Regions from separate parts of the Mus musculus genome. Here regions 1, 2, 4 and 5 are each linked to region 3. A link is a contact called in public HiChIP or PLAC-seq and promoter capture Hi-C data. All regions are on one chromosome and are shown on one strand. The core of a region is the stretch at or near the end of the contact, and the rest is flanking DNA. Distances in the headings are between cores, read along the strand shown. Region 1 holds the start of Chrnb1 (cholinergic receptor, nicotinic, beta polypeptide 1 (muscle)). Region 2 holds the start of Eif5a (eukaryotic translation initiation factor 5A). Region 3 holds the start of Med11 (mediator complex subunit 11). Region 4 overlaps Derl2 (Der1-like domain family, member 2). Region 5 holds the start of Eif4a1 (eukaryotic translation initiation factor 4A1).

The links. Promoter capture Hi-C pulls out the DNA fragments that hold promoters and counts their contacts. HiChIP or PLAC-seq counts read pairs in DNA pulled down with a chosen protein or histone mark.
Region 1: an HNF4G HiChIP or PLAC-seq map of pancreatic cancer cells shows a contact between it and region 3. The contact joins the promoter of Chrnb1 here to the promoter of Med11 in region 3. A contact is called at or near these places in 2 of 115 datasets of contacts at active chromatin or transcription factors (microglia and pancreatic cancer cells).
Region 2: a contact with region 3 is called in a promoter capture Hi-C map of embryonic stem cells. The contact joins the promoter of Eif5a here to the promoter of Med11 in region 3. A contact is called at or near these places in 5 of 39 promoter capture datasets (the HPC-7 cell line, cranial neural crest, embryonic stem cells and 1 more) and 3 of 115 datasets of contacts at active chromatin or transcription factors (embryonic stem cells, microglia and pancreatic cancer cells).
Region 4: a contact with region 3 is called in a promoter capture Hi-C map of liver, with 4 times the contacts expected there. The contact joins the enhancer-like site here to the promoter of Med11 in region 3. A contact is called at or near these places in 3 of 39 promoter capture datasets (the HPC-7 cell line, liver and pre-B cells), 1 of 484 Hi-C or Micro-C datasets (B cells) and 1 of 9 other capture datasets (liver).
Region 5: a contact with region 3 is called in a FOXA1 HiChIP or PLAC-seq map of pancreatic cancer cells. The contact joins the promoter of Eif4a1 here to the promoter of Med11 in region 3. A contact is called at or near these places in 1 of 39 promoter capture datasets (liver) and 1 of 115 datasets of contacts at active chromatin or transcription factors (pancreatic cancer cells).

The regions. Positions count from the first base shown.
Region 1 is chr11:69,794,660-69,797,359 of GRCm38.p6, reverse strand. Chrnb1 (cholinergic receptor, nicotinic, beta polypeptide 1 (muscle)) reads left to right here and starts at 1,423. Exons shown (of 11, transcript NM_009601.4): 1 at 1,423-1,538; 2 at 1,626-1,765; 3 at 2,347-2,391. The coding sequence starts at 1,481. Fgf11 (fibroblast growth factor 11) reads left to right here. Exons shown (of 5, transcript NM_001362623.1): 5 at 1-1,292.
Region 2 is chr11:69,919,947-69,922,646 of GRCm38.p6, reverse strand. Eif5a (eukaryotic translation initiation factor 5A) reads left to right here and starts at 1,261. Exons shown (of 6, transcript NM_181582.4): 1 at 1,261-1,484.
Region 3 is chr11:70,450,496-70,453,195 of GRCm38.p6, reverse strand. It overlaps Med11 (mediator complex subunit 11), which reads right to left and starts at 1,278. Exons shown (of 3, transcript NM_025397.3): 1 at 1,133-1,278; 2 at 858-988; 3 at 1-94. The coding sequence starts at 1,217.
Region 4 is chr11:71,011,520-71,014,219 of GRCm38.p6, reverse strand. It overlaps Derl2 (Der1-like domain family, member 2), which reads left to right. Exons shown (of 7, transcript NM_033562.4): 5 at 582-777; 6 at 1,020-1,110. Among named protein-coding and RNA genes, the nearest start is that of Derl2, 6.4 kb to the left of the region's middle. Within about 2 kb of position 1,344, at least 6 of the 459 cell types and tissues checked have an H3K27ac peak or open chromatin away from gene starts, as enhancers often do. A contact at or near this core is called in liver, where this site is marked.
Region 5 is chr11:69,671,016-69,673,715 of GRCm38.p6, reverse strand. It overlaps Eif4a1 (eukaryotic translation initiation factor 4A1), which reads left to right and starts at 1,293. Exons shown (of 11, transcript NM_144958.4): 1 at 1,293-1,437. The coding sequence starts at 1,415. It overlaps Senp3 (SUMO/sentrin specific peptidase 3), which reads left to right. Exons shown (of 11, transcript NM_030702.4): 11 at 80-606. The coding sequence ends at 190.

The sequences.
Region 1 (2,700 bases), core at 174-2,673, 660 kb after region 3:
ATATTATTGTACTAGAGTAAGTTCTAGACCTACCCTTCCACTTTCTCTAGCAATTAAAGGATGAGCTATGGGTAGAACTCAGCTATGATTAATTAAAAACTGATTGGCTCTGAGCTGTGCTTGGTGGCACACACCTGTAATTCAGCACCCGGGAGGCTGAATCAGACAGATCCTGAGTTGGAGGCCATCCTGGGCTACAATAGCAAAACCCTGTCTCAAAAGCCAATACACACACACACATACACACACACACACACACACACACACAGAGAGAGAGAGAGAGAAAGAGAGAGAGAGAGAGAGAGAGAGAGAGAACTAATCAGTACTGAACGGATCAAGAACCACTTCTTGCTTTTCCTAAATAATTTTCTAAAAATAGTCCCTCCAGAATACTAACCTTACTTTTACATGGTTTCTAGTTTCAGCATTCCAACTAGGGTTCTGCCAGGGAGACAAGAGTCTGGGGAAAGATACAGGAATTCTGGAAGAATATACCTGGCTCCTAGAAGGGAAGCTGAGAGGGAGAAAATGCCATGGTATGATTGAACCTGTGTCTGAACACTTAGCTACCTCAGCAGGAATTCCTTCCAGATCCCTTTTAAAGCTGAGGACTTTCGTTCTGATATGGTATGCTGCATCTGTGAGGTAAAGGAGAGGAGGAGAATCAGGAAATAAAAGGCTAGCCTGGGCTACCTAGTGAGGTCAGGGCCAGCCTAGGCTATGTGAGACCCTGTCTCAAACAACAGGAAGCTAAGGTCTACAATGAGAATAACTCTAGAATTAAAAAGGACAAATAGGGACACAGCCTTGACTCCCCCTCACAGCAGAGAGACCCCCAACTCAGCAATAAGTTCAACTTCTCCGAGCCCTCTACAGGTCAGGCTTAGGAAACGAGGAGCCTCTTGGGCTCCCAGACCTCATATGTATCCCCAGAGCTTCTAACTAAATAGAATTTACTTTACTTTACAGCTTTTAAACCTCAGGTGGGTTCTAAGTACCCAAAAAGGACCTGAAAAACGGAGAAAGCCATGGGGAACCTCTAGTAAAATAGGAGGTAGATTCTGAGTCTAGCAGATGTAGGTGGAAACGTCTATTGAGGTCCTAAGGGAGGGGCTAGTGCTCAAAGACAGGTCACTTTTCCTCAGGCCCTTTTACTTCTGGCTTGTTGCAAGAGATGCCCCCCTCCCTCATACAAACCCCGCTCAGGCTCCGCCCATCTCCTGGCACTGCTCTCAGGGGACGGGGTCTCCACTTCATGCTTTCTGTAATTAAAGATGATTTATACAACCGGAGTGTTATCTGACATTTGTGAGTGGAGGGCGACTGCAGTTGCTCCGGGCGGGACCAAGTCCCGAGGGCGGGGCGGGTGGGCTGGCGTCTGGTCCCCCGACAACAGGTGCACATTCCTGGGCGCCTCGTCACTTCCCCTGGCCTGAGGCCGCTATCCGGACAAACTTCACTGAGCGAAAGAGGCAGGGCCATGGCCTTAGGGGCGCTGCTTCTGCTTCTAGGGGTACTCGGGACGCCCCTCGCCCCAGGTAAGTCAGTTTGGGTCTCCAAGAGGCAGTGATGAGCAATGGTCACGGCCAGCCCCGGGAGCGTCACTTAGTGCTTTCCTTCGTCAGGCGCCCGCGGGTCGGAAGCCGAAGGCCAACTGATTAAGAAACTTTTCTCCAACTATGATAGCTCGGTGAGGCCGGCGCGGGAGGTGGGAGACCGCGTCGGGGTCAGCATCGGCCTCACCCTGGCGCAACTCATCAGCCTGGTGAGAGCGGCACTGCGGGTGGAGTCGCTGGGCAGGACCGACTGGGGGCGTGGCTTTAGACGCTGCCCAGAAGATCGACAGCCTGGGGGCGGGCGGGTTATGCTAAGAGGCAGACAAGCCTTTGGCGGTGATTGGGTAAAAATCAGACCAATGAACTAGTTCATGGGCGAGGCCTCTATGATAGGTACAGAATACTGTTCTGCTAACTCGCCTGTGGGCGGGTTTTGAGGCGGAGCTGGGGCAGAAGGACCTGCTACCGGGAGGACCTCGAGGCGGGGCTGTGTAATATTCTAGCAAAGTCCAGCAGAGCTTGGTACCTAAGCAGTCAATAAACAACTCTGAGCGGAGATTCAGAGTTGTATCCATTAGACGCCGGGCGTGGCCCGTGACTTAACCTCGACGTAAAAGAAAGGAAAGCAGGCACCAAGGCTGGTGTTTCGAGATTGATATGAGATGGAGTTTGCACCCAAGAAGGTGCAATTTAGAGAAAGGGACTAGAGATTCCATGGAGAAAGTAACTCACCGAACCCTCGTTTCCACCCACTTCATTTCACTTCTGCCTTTTAACTTTTCCATTCTAGAACGAGAAGGATGAAGAAATGAGCACAAAGGTGTACTTAGACCTGGTATGGAGACCTCGTGGGTTAGGGAAAGGCACCCTGTTTCCTTTATATTAATCTCCTGGAGTCCTCATCCCAGTAAGATTTTTTTTTAATAGTAACTCACAACGTACACATATAATAACTGAAACAGAATTTTCGATCAACAAATTTAAGATACAAGTTTGGGGATCACTAATTTGAATTCCCATCCTTGAAAGATCCTGAACTGCATGCAGGTTGAACATCACTTTAGGGTGGCTAGTTCAATCTCTTCAGTTATTTCTTAAATTATTCTATTTTTATTTTATGTGAATGGGTGTTTTGCTTGCATAT
Region 2 (2,700 bases), core at 12-2,511, 530 kb after region 3:
TCTGGTCGACTGAGTGAGTTCCAGGACAGCCAGAGCTACACAGAGAAACCCTGTCTTGAAAAACAACAACAAAACCACCACTACCACCAAAAAGGTTTAGATTCCTAGACCAGATTTTTTTGTTTTGCTTTTGAGTCAAGAATTCACACTGTACAGACCAGACTGGCCTTGAACCCACCTGGCTCTTACAGGATTAAGGGAGTGCTCCACCACGCCTGCATTATCTAAGGAGTAGGAATCCTGATCGCTCATCTTTAGATAACGTCAAAGTAATTTAATATTGCACTGTTTTGTTTTTTTCTATTCTCCTGCTCCAGTTTCTCAAACTCAGAGATTACAGGCATCATAAATTTCAAGACCAACTTTATGTGCTGGCTTTATAACAAGTCTCAGCCTCCTAGCGATCTGGCAATAAAGTCTGTGTCGCCTGGTCCAGAGCCACTCTTCTCATAGGGAGTTTGATTTTGGAAGAAACATTAGACATTTCCTTTTAGAAACCTCAAGCCGACCTGGGAAAACAATCGGAAACGCTATGTAGTTCTCTTTATTTAGGATTTAGAAAGGAAAAGCTTCTATGCGAACCTTAGGAATCAACACTAACCAGGGTTTAGACAAGATGGTGGCTTGTATCGGATAGCTCTGGATACTGAAACTATAGCGCACAAGTTGTGTAAAGTACCGAAGCCGGGATGGTTGTAATCCGACCACACTAGCGTGAGAGCAGAGTCTCCCACGGAAAGCAGTCTCTTGAGCACGTGCAGAGCTGGGACAGCGATTCGGAGAAGAGCCACACACCTAACTAGAAAGGTTCTCAGAAACGTGTTTGTGAGTTGTTCAATTCCAGTTAAAGCCGAGGTGTGGCGCCTGCTCAGACGCATGCGTTCTTGACGCCGCAAGCAGCACAGTGGCGTGGTCTTTTCAACACCCCGCGTAGGGACGACGTCTGAGGTGGAAGGGGCGTTTAGGATTCCTAACACGCATGCGTTGAGACCCAGGCGTTTCCTTCGGAGGGTGTGGAGTGCAGGGTTCTGTATTGCGCAGCCGCAAGGGTTGCCCGGTAGAGCGAGCTGTCGCTCAAGGGGAGGGAAGAAGAGGTTGAAGGGATTTAAAAAAAAAAAAAAAAAACCCGGTGCGCCTGCGCATTGCCGACTGGTTGGAAGCACTACGGACTGGAAAGGGGCGGGGTCACGTGTGTGCGTCATCCGATGGGTAGGTGGGAGAGAGGGTGGAGATCGGGGAGGGTCCATGCGCTTGCGCAGTGCGGGGGTGGAAGGTGGTGGAGCTACCTAGCACGCTTGCGCGGCTGTCATAGGGCTGCTTGGTTGGTCAGTGGGGAGTCGGCGCCTGCGTACTAAGACCCGTGTGCAGCAGCGGCGGCGGCGCTAGAGGCGGCGGCGGCGGCGGCGGCAGCACAGTAGCGGGTTCGGAGGCAGCAGTTGGGCTCGCGGCGAGCGGACCAGGTCAAGTCAGTGCGTTCGCGCGAGGTGAGAGCGGGCAGGGCGCGCCTGCGCGTAACCTCGGTTTGAGCTACGAACGAGAGACGGAACTACGCGGGGGTCGGGGAGGGGGGCAGAAGGGAGCGGCGGCTGTCGCCGCACGGGTTCGGTGAGGGAGCGGCGCGAGGTGCGGAGAGGCGGGTGCAGGGCCCGGTTGGCGCGAGGGGTGACGGTTGGGGCCGGCCGGGTGACGTTGGAGCGACGCAGGGCGGGGGACGGCGAGCCGCGAGGCCGCCACGCGGGAGAGGCCGCCAGGCGGCCACGCCGGGGCGAGGGCCCGGGGCCAGATCGGCCCAGACAGGGCAAAGGCTCCTGTGCGGTTGAGGACCGGCGCTGCGCGGCCACGTGAGGTGGGGGAGGGGGCTGTTAGGTGAGGGCATGTGGAGGGGGTTGGCGGCCGGCGGGGGGAGGGGAGGCGGCATGGTCCTGGCCTGGCGCAGCTTTGGGGCAGGGGCAGCCGTAGCACCGGAAGTGTTCCCCATTGGAGGCTGCCCTCGGGGTCCGAGGCCATGCGGCCGAACGTTGACCGGGGCCGCATGGCTGCACGGGGACCCCTCCCCCCTGGCCCGGGCCACCGGAAGCCCCGGGCGACCACATGGTGGGCGCGAGCCGGCAACCCTCAGCGCAAGGAGCTCTGGTCTTTTTTGGGTTTCTCCGGAGCCTTGGATTTTGGCGTGCGGGAGAGACCCTACCCTTGGGTCTCACTCATCCCGCAGGGCCCGTTGCAGGCATATGTTAGTGTTCCCCAGCCTCATGGGCCTCTGGAGCTCATCCCTCAGTCTTCATATGAAGTGAGACGTCCAGCCAGATGTAAGTGGTACTGCTTTGCTGGGGAAACCGGGAAAAGTGGGGAAACTGAGGGCGATTGGACTGATGCCCAACTCTTTCTCGGCCCATGCCGACAGCGCCTGAAAGTAGTGAGCTTCTAGTTCCCCTGCGGTGATCTTCGATCTTCACCATGCCAGTGCCTTCCCTGTCGTGTTTTGTTTGGGAGTTACTGTGTTTTAAAGTCCTTTACTCTGCCAGCCTAGTACGATTTCTATTACTACTACGAATCTTTTGCTTTCATTTTATTGTCATTCACCACCCCTCACTTTCTACTGACTGTACAGGCTGGGCCTGAAAAGCCGACAGGACTGGTGCATCCTGGGAAAAGTGGGAGGGCCATCGACAAAAGGCTGAGTTCCCTTCGGGAACTGAGATC
Region 3 (2,700 bases), core at 29-2,528:
TCTTGAGGCGGGCGTAGTCTACTCGCTTTAGAGCCATTTGACAGTCCTTCCTGGAAGAGTAGCTGGAGCCCTCATGCGGCTGCCCTGTGGCCACCTACAAGTCAGATCAATCAATGGGGTACTGCCTCTCTTTACCACCCACAACCGGGCAGTATTATTTCTCTGGTCTCACATCTTTCCCAAGTTTGATCTACATTAGTTGACTGGTAACTCAGTGTTCTAAGGCAACAACAACAACAACAAAAAAAAAAAAAAAAGAAAAAGCTTAACCACTGTGTGAACCTCATCTATGAAATAGGGACCACAGCGAATACTTCCTAGAGTTTTAGGATATGCCCAGCACACCACAGATGTCAGTAAACAGTAGCAGCTGGAGTAAAGACTCTGGAAGCCTCTTAGCGATGTCTGTCTTCTTAGTCCCCAAGCAAATATGGCCTCACAAGTTTCTGGGAACAACGTTCGGTAGCTTCAGTATTTATTTATTTATTTATTTTTATTTATTTATTTCAGTACCTGGGCCTCTTTATGGTAGGTAAGTGCTCTAACACAGAGCTCCAACTCTCTTTCTGACCTACTGGGTCTGAATTGCCCAGACAAGTTTTGAACTTGTGATCTTCCAGCCTCAGGCACTTAAGTAGCTCAGAATACCGGCCTGTGCCAGCTGGTATGCCTAGGGTATTGTTTATACACCCTAGACATTTTTAATCCTTTCCTTTTAGAGGACTAAACCAGCCCTGAAATGAAAGTACCTATCGCGTAAGAGGCAGTCTTACCTAGCTAAAGCTCAGGGAATCCCCAAGGCTAGGGCGTTGGTTCAGAGCTGGGGTCCCCGCCCAGCACCTTCTAGACACACCCACCTGAGTGAGGTAGCGGATTTGAGCGGATAGCTCTGCCTCCACGTGCTGCACAGAAGTGGTGAAGGCTGCCGCCTGCCGGTCGAGGAGCCGCTCGTTAGTCTTTTCCTTGGACAGTTCCAGGATCGCCGTTCCTGCCAGGGCGGGGAGAGGGCGATGTCAGACCCAGGCTTCAGACTCAGCCCCGCCCTAAGGCTAGCATTCAGGTCCCGCCCCAACTGCACGCAGAGTCCCGGGCTGGTCTTCACCCCTTGCCGTCTGCCCCTCGCTTCCCGAACCTGCGTTCTGGAGGATGGCGCCGATTTCACGCTCGATATCCTCCAGGGCGCGCAGCCGCTCGTTCGCCAGACTGTAGGTAGCCATCGTTCCAGTGGAAAGCCCCACAGGCCGTCTTTTGCGAGGTGTGGCGCCACAGCCCGGAAATGCCTGTTAATGTGCGCCTGCGCAGAGGCCACTGCAGCGAACACTACAATTCCCAGGATGCTCAGCGCGGCCTCGCCCTTCCGAGTCTACCTGGTCTAGTCTGACTGCCAGGGCGCTAATGCCAGGCCAGACAGGGGTGGAAAGAGGCGGTTATTGACTTGTTTTCTGACAGGATCTCAGTTTAGACCAAGTTGGCCTGGAACTCATAGAGATCCTCTGGTGTAATAGGTCTGTCAAAAATGAAGATAGTTTAAAGAGATACTTGTATCTCTTCAGTCTTGACTATCAGAACTTGTCTTCCAGAAAGAGATTTTACACAGTTCTAACAACTTGTCAGACCACTTTACAGGATGAGACTGAAGCCCAGATAATGAATAGTCAGTGATGGGTGTGACCACACACCTTGACTGAGGGTGGGGGTGCGGGTGGGGGTGGGGTACTTAGATGTGCACAACCTTGCTCTATTTAAACTTTGATGTTGCGTTAGCACCCTGAAGACTGACTTGAGGGGGCTTGCCGGATCTCTTTGTCACTCTTCCCAATGTGGCCACATTGGATACGTCTCCTTTTTTAACTTTCCATTTTTAATTGGCTTATTAAAGAAGGGTGGCCAGACATGACTTGGGCACTAGTCTTCCCCTCACCCCCTTCCCCACAAATTGAGTATCACTGCCTCTGCCTCCCTAAATACTGGGATTAAAGATATGAGCCACCACTGAAACAGCCCTGTGGCCCAAAGCCACTCAGACCTCTCTGATTTAGTTAACTGTCTGACTTACTGAATTTATAAGAATTTATTATTAAGCATTGGCCCTGGGCCAGGTGATGACAGTGGGAGTTCAAGTGGGTTCCTCCATACTGGGTAGTCATGGGCTCTTTGGTGGCCAACCTCTCCCAAGGAAAGCATGACATTCTCCGTGCCTAAGGCTTCTTCCTGATCCTGAGCCCAGCTCATTCTCATGTCCTGGTTCCTTCCCTCGACCTTTCTGTCTTTGATTATCAATTAGGTGTGCTAGGCTCTATGGATATAGAGATAAATGAAATGTTCTCTCACTCAATGGTGTTTGTTAGCTTATTTTATTTTATTTGGTTTTTTTGAGACAAGGTTTCTCTTTGTAGCCCTGGTTGTCTTGGAACTTGCTCTGTAGGTCAGGCTGTCCTCGAACTCACCAAGATCCGCCTGCCTCTGTCTCCTGAGTACTGGGATTAAAGGTGTGCATCACCACTGCCCACCAAGATTTATTTATTTAATTTGGTGAGTAAGGGTATTTTGTATCTGTATGTGTGTCTGTGAGTGATGTGCATGCATTGCTCATGGAGGTTAGAGAGGACATTGGATTGTTTAGAACTGGAGCTGTAGGCAGTTTTGAGGTACTGTGTGGTTGCTGGGAATTGAACAGGTTCCTCTGAAAGGGCAGCCATT
Region 4 (2,700 bases), core at 95-2,594, 560 kb before region 3:
AAAGAAGAGAATTCGTTCTGTGTGTCACTTAGGTGTAGTGCCGAGTGCCAAGAAGGCTTTCTTCCAGCCTGCATGCTTCAGCACCTGTAAAGGTGGTGGTGGTGAAGGAGCCTCACTGTACGTACTGTCAAAGGAATTAATGTTTCCCCAAAAGGCAAGAGCATCACGAAACAGAATTCTAGGGCTGGAGAAATGGCTCAGCGGTTAAGAGCACTGACTGCTCTTCCGGAAGTCCTGAGTTCAATTCCCAGCAACCACATGGTGGCTCACAACCATCTGTGATCTGATGTCCTCTTCTGGTGCGCATAAAGACAGTGCACTCATATACATAAAATGGGTGAATTCTTTCTTTAGAGCAGAATTTTAGTTTGTAGTAGCTATAATCCGGATAATTCAGCCCAAGCCAGTTTCTGCCTAGATGCCTTGGGTAATTAATTTCAGGCTTTTTTTAATTTTAGTTTAAAAATGTCACTACTCAGCTTTTGTAACTCAGAGCTTAGCTAAAGGGCAGCCTTAGCTCTTTGCTTTAGCCTTGCCTACCAAGCTTTCCTGCTGATATTTCCCTTAATGCCCTTTGCTAGCTCTTTGGTTTGTTTGTGAGCTTAGTTTTTTTAGGCCAGGCCTTTACAATAATGCTGGTCTACGTGTGGAGCCGAAGGAACCCGTATGTCCGCATGAACTTCTTTGGTCTTCTAAACTTCCAGGCCCCCTTCCTGCCCTGGGTGCTCATGGGGTTTTCCCTGTTGCTGGGGAACTCAATTATAGTGGACCTTTTGGGTAAGTGTCTTATCACTACTTTTTCTACTATTTTACCTGATCATGTATTCTGTCACTGTCTTTCATGTTTATTATGTTTATATATAGATAGCTATTAATATGATTGTTTAATAATTATATCTGAAAGCTATTAACTCATTGATATTTTTTAAATAATTATCCTAAGTAAAGTATACGATGATAGGGAACTTAAACTTGAAATTTGACTCTTCCTTTTATCCTTTATTTCTGGTTGATTATAGGTATTGCAGTTGGGCACATATATTTTTTCTTGGAAGATATATTTCCCAATCAGCCTGGTGGAATAAGAATTCTGAAAACACCATCTATTTTGTGAGTATTTAACTCTGTGTTCCATGGTTCATGCAGACAAACCATGATCGCGATTTATTTTGGGCCCTCTCAGTGCCTGGTTCGTATCAGTAAGTGTTTGCAGATTGAGCAACATGTCTGCAGTGGGGAGCTCTTGGATTGGCCAGAAACAGATTGGGCCAGGGTTGTGATTACTGAGCTCTTGACATCATGGGGTGACTTGCAGGTACTGTCCTGAATGACCACTAGGACTCGTGTCCCAGAGAGGAGCTTGCAGGTTTGTGAAAGCTGCTGTCTAAGTAGAGAGACGTGAACAGCAGCATGAGCAGCACAGTCCAGAGGACAAGCTGATAGCGTTCTGATCAGCGAAGGGGGTGCTGGAGAGATGCAGGGAAACAGAAGGGAAAGGCTTTGGACCTGAAGCTATACTGGCTGGCTGGTCTACCAATTTGAAACACATTTTTTTTTTTTTTTTTTTTTTGGACAGGGTTTCTCCGTATAGTCCTGGCTGTCCTGGACCTCACATTGTAGATCAGACTGGCCTCAAACTCAGAAATCCGCCTGCCTCTGCCTCCCAAGTGATGGGATTAAAGGCGTGCGCCACCACCTCCTGGCTCATCTCTTCACTTTTATACTGCAGTTCCTAGAGCTATAGTTTTAATTTATAAGACCTTTTTCTGCTCTAGAATGTTGTGTTCTTGGGAATTATTACATGGAAGATGGGCTCTATTGAGGCAACAAAATGATTTGATATAAGCTCTGCGTTGTGGAATAGTTAAGCAAAAAGGAATGAACATGGTTCAGTGGTAACAGGACCAGCTGCTTCCCCCAGAAGACCCAGGTTCAATTCCTAGCACCCACTGGATGCTAACAACTGTCTATAGCTATAGTCCCATGGATTTGATACCCTCTTTTGGTGTACAGATATACATGCAGACAAAATACCCGTATACATAAAATACACAAGTAAATAAACCTTTAAAAAAAAAACTAAAATGGAAAATAAATCTCAAAAAGAAAAAGAATGAGCTGGTGAGGTATGCTAGTGTATACCTGTTGCCCCATCTACTCTGAAGGCTGAGGCTGATCAATTCAAAGTTTGACGCCAACCTAGCTACCATACCAAGAGGCCATCTTACGGGAATTTTTGTTTGCTTGTTTTGGGGGGTTTTTTTTGTTTTGTTTTTCGAGACAGGGTTTCTCTGTGTAGCCCTGGCTGTCCTGGAACTCACTCTGTAAACCAGGCTGGCCTCCAACTCAGAAATCCACCTGCCTCTGCCTCCCGAGTGCTAGGATCAAAGGCGTGCGCCACAACAACAACATCAAGAAAAAAAATAGAAGGAAGTAAATCCTCTGTGATTCTTCTTACGCATAGCAGTTTCTCTGTCGGATAAGCAGTCTTGTGTCTTTCACTCTCTAGATACTTTTTTGGTAATTTCCTATATAATTACTGTATTTGCATCATGTCTGCTTCTCCCTGTCTCCCCTTCAACTCCTTCTGTGTCTCCCCCACTCCTCTTCAAGTCATGACCTCCTCTTTAATTATTATACAGACATACCCAAAATCTATTCACCTATTTAGTCCATCTAGTGTTGCTTGTATGCAGATGT
Region 5 (2,700 bases), core at 44-2,543, 780 kb after region 3:
TGTGAAATGTGTAGCACAGGTCCTGACTTGGGAGGGTGCTCAGTAAACTGTTCTCATGGTCTACTTTGTTAACACCCAGTACTGCAAGCACCTGGCCCTGTCTCAGCCATTCAGCTTCACCCAGCAGGACATGCCCAAACTCCGTCGTCAGATCTACAAGGAACTGTGTCACTGCAAACTCACTGTGTGAGCCTCATACCCCAGACCCTTAGCCCATCAGTGGGCAGGGGAAAGGGAGACCCTTCCCAAGAAACTCTAGTTCCTTTTTGTTTCTCTACCCAATTCCCTTTGGATTTTCATATTTAAATGTTTGGTTTCTGTATTTTGTTTTTTTTTGCTGCGAGTATATTGATTTCTGATGGGAAGGGAATGGCCACATAAAAGCAAGCCTCTTTCTCCCTCTATAGGAGAATGTTGCCTTGTGGCCTAGGTGGAGCAGCCATTCCTCCTTCCATGTTCAGAGGGCAGGAAAACAGTGTGGGGGTGGTGGACGCGCAAAGGGATTACTGCCTGCCCGATCTTCAAACTTTTTTTTATATATATAAATATATATAAAAATGCCACGGTCCTGCTCTGGTCAATAAAGGATCCTTTGAAGATATGCAAGTGGTGGTCTTCCTTAAGGGGCCTCAAAATAGTGGCTGTGCTTTATCTCAGGTCTTCTTCCAGCTAACACTGTTAGCGATCCCCATTTCAGGGCTTGAGAGTCCAGCTTTCGATAGATGCCATCCCCGGGGAGCAGATGGCAGTAAATATGAATTAAGACTCGCTTATTCATGTAAGGAAGCCCAGGAGAAACTGGAAACATACTAAATGAACCAGTGATTGAGTGGGACAATCCTTGACAGCTTATCCCCCTATGCCCTTTAACCCAAAAGTGGGTTCCATCCTTTTTGTCTCCAGTCGGGGAAACTTACTATCCAATGAGATATCGCTACAATATTTTCCTGAACGGAAGAATAAATAAAACTTGTCCTGTAAAGAAAACCCAGGTAAAGGAAAGTGGCAGTCCAGACTGCCCGGAAGTTCCTGGAGGCTAAGGCCTCACCCCCGTCGCTTGATAGGACCTGCTGAGCCACATGACTAAGGCACGATCGCCTCCGCACGTGTAAAGGTGCTGGGTTCCAAGATGGCTGCCCCGCCGCGAGGCCCGACTTAAGTATGTCACTTCCGCACCAGCGAGAAAGGCGGACCCTTCAGCCAATGAGGCCATAGGGCGGGGCTAGGCCATGATGGGCTTTCAAACTACCCAATAGGGCGTCCGAACTAAAGCGCCTACAAAGTAACGTCACGTCGAGTTGCAGAGCGCCGGCAGGCGGGGCAGAGGTGGCCAAGCCAATGCGATGGCTGGGGCGGGGTCGGACGCTCTATAAGTTGTCGATAGGCGGGCACTCCGCCCTAGATTCTAAGGATCATGTCTGCGAGTCAGGATTCTCGGTAAGAAAGGCTTTTGCAAAAGGTTATGGCTACTTACCCCGTAGTTCCCTCCAAAGGGCCCGCCGTGGGGAAGTTGAGAGGCCCATCGCACCGAACCTACCAGGTTGCGGGAGAACCGAGCCGGGAGGAACCGTCCGGGGTTGGGGGGGTGGGGGAGATTCCCATGGCCGCCGCTGACCCCAGTGTGGTTACGGGGAAGGACGACCTGGCTAGGGCGGAGGGCGCGAGCTTCGTCACGAGGCCTCGGCCTGTGGGAACGCCGTACGCGAAGCTCGGATACTGAAAGGCAAGATGAGGTCGCGACATAACGTGGGAAAGAGGCGGCTGCGCGGCCCGGAGCCGGCTGGTCTGGCTGCCTCCCTGTGTCGGGCAGGGCGTGCGAGCGAGGGTTCCGGAGAGTTCTGGCGGTACCACTCGCGACAAGCAGGGGTGCCCCGGTCTTCAGCGAGTCCCTCCGTCGCGCTTGGAATGTGGGTCGGGGAAGAAGAAACCGGCCGATCAGGGCGCTGGCCTTCTTGACGGCCAGGAAAGAGCCTAACCCGGAGGAGCGGCCGCGTGAGGCACGGGGAACCCACCCGGCGCCTGGCGGGCGGGTCCATTTTGCCGCACAAGCCGGGCAATTGGCAAACTGCGGATGGGCAGGTCCACTTTCCTTCGGGGGTGAGCGGCCTGAGGTATGGGAGGGCGACGCCATTTCTCGACGGGGGCGGGCGGGTTGCGGATTGTTCCATGGCGGGGGAGACGCCGCCGAGTGGCGGAGCGAATGAGCACATGGCCGCTTGAGAGATTCCCCTCCCCCAGCCTGTTTCGCTTGTCTGTTGTGCAATCTCCCCCTTTGCGAGCGCGGCTGGGGCTCATTGTGCGCGAGGCCGCCACCGCCCGCGGCCTCCCACATCCGGGTACTGTGGAGGGGGGCCGGCCAGAGGGAGTGGGGGAGGGCGCGGGCGGCATGACGTGGGGGGAAGGGGATGGCCCACCCACGGAACTCGGAGGTGGAAGGCGGGACTTCCGGTGGCCTTGGTGTTCATCCAGGAGGTGCACGCGCTTTGATCCACCAGACCTAGAACATGTGGGCCTGGCTGCAAAGACCGCATCTCGGCGTTTTGTGTATGAGAGAGAGAGAGAGAGTGTGAATGTGTGTGTGAATGAAGTCCTTTACAGCCGCTTGATCTTAAAGGAGCGTCACTCTATGAAGTGCCTCTTGATGGTTCTTTGGGAGTACATGGGAGTTGGATCGGGAATGGGCTGGTTGCTTCCACTCTG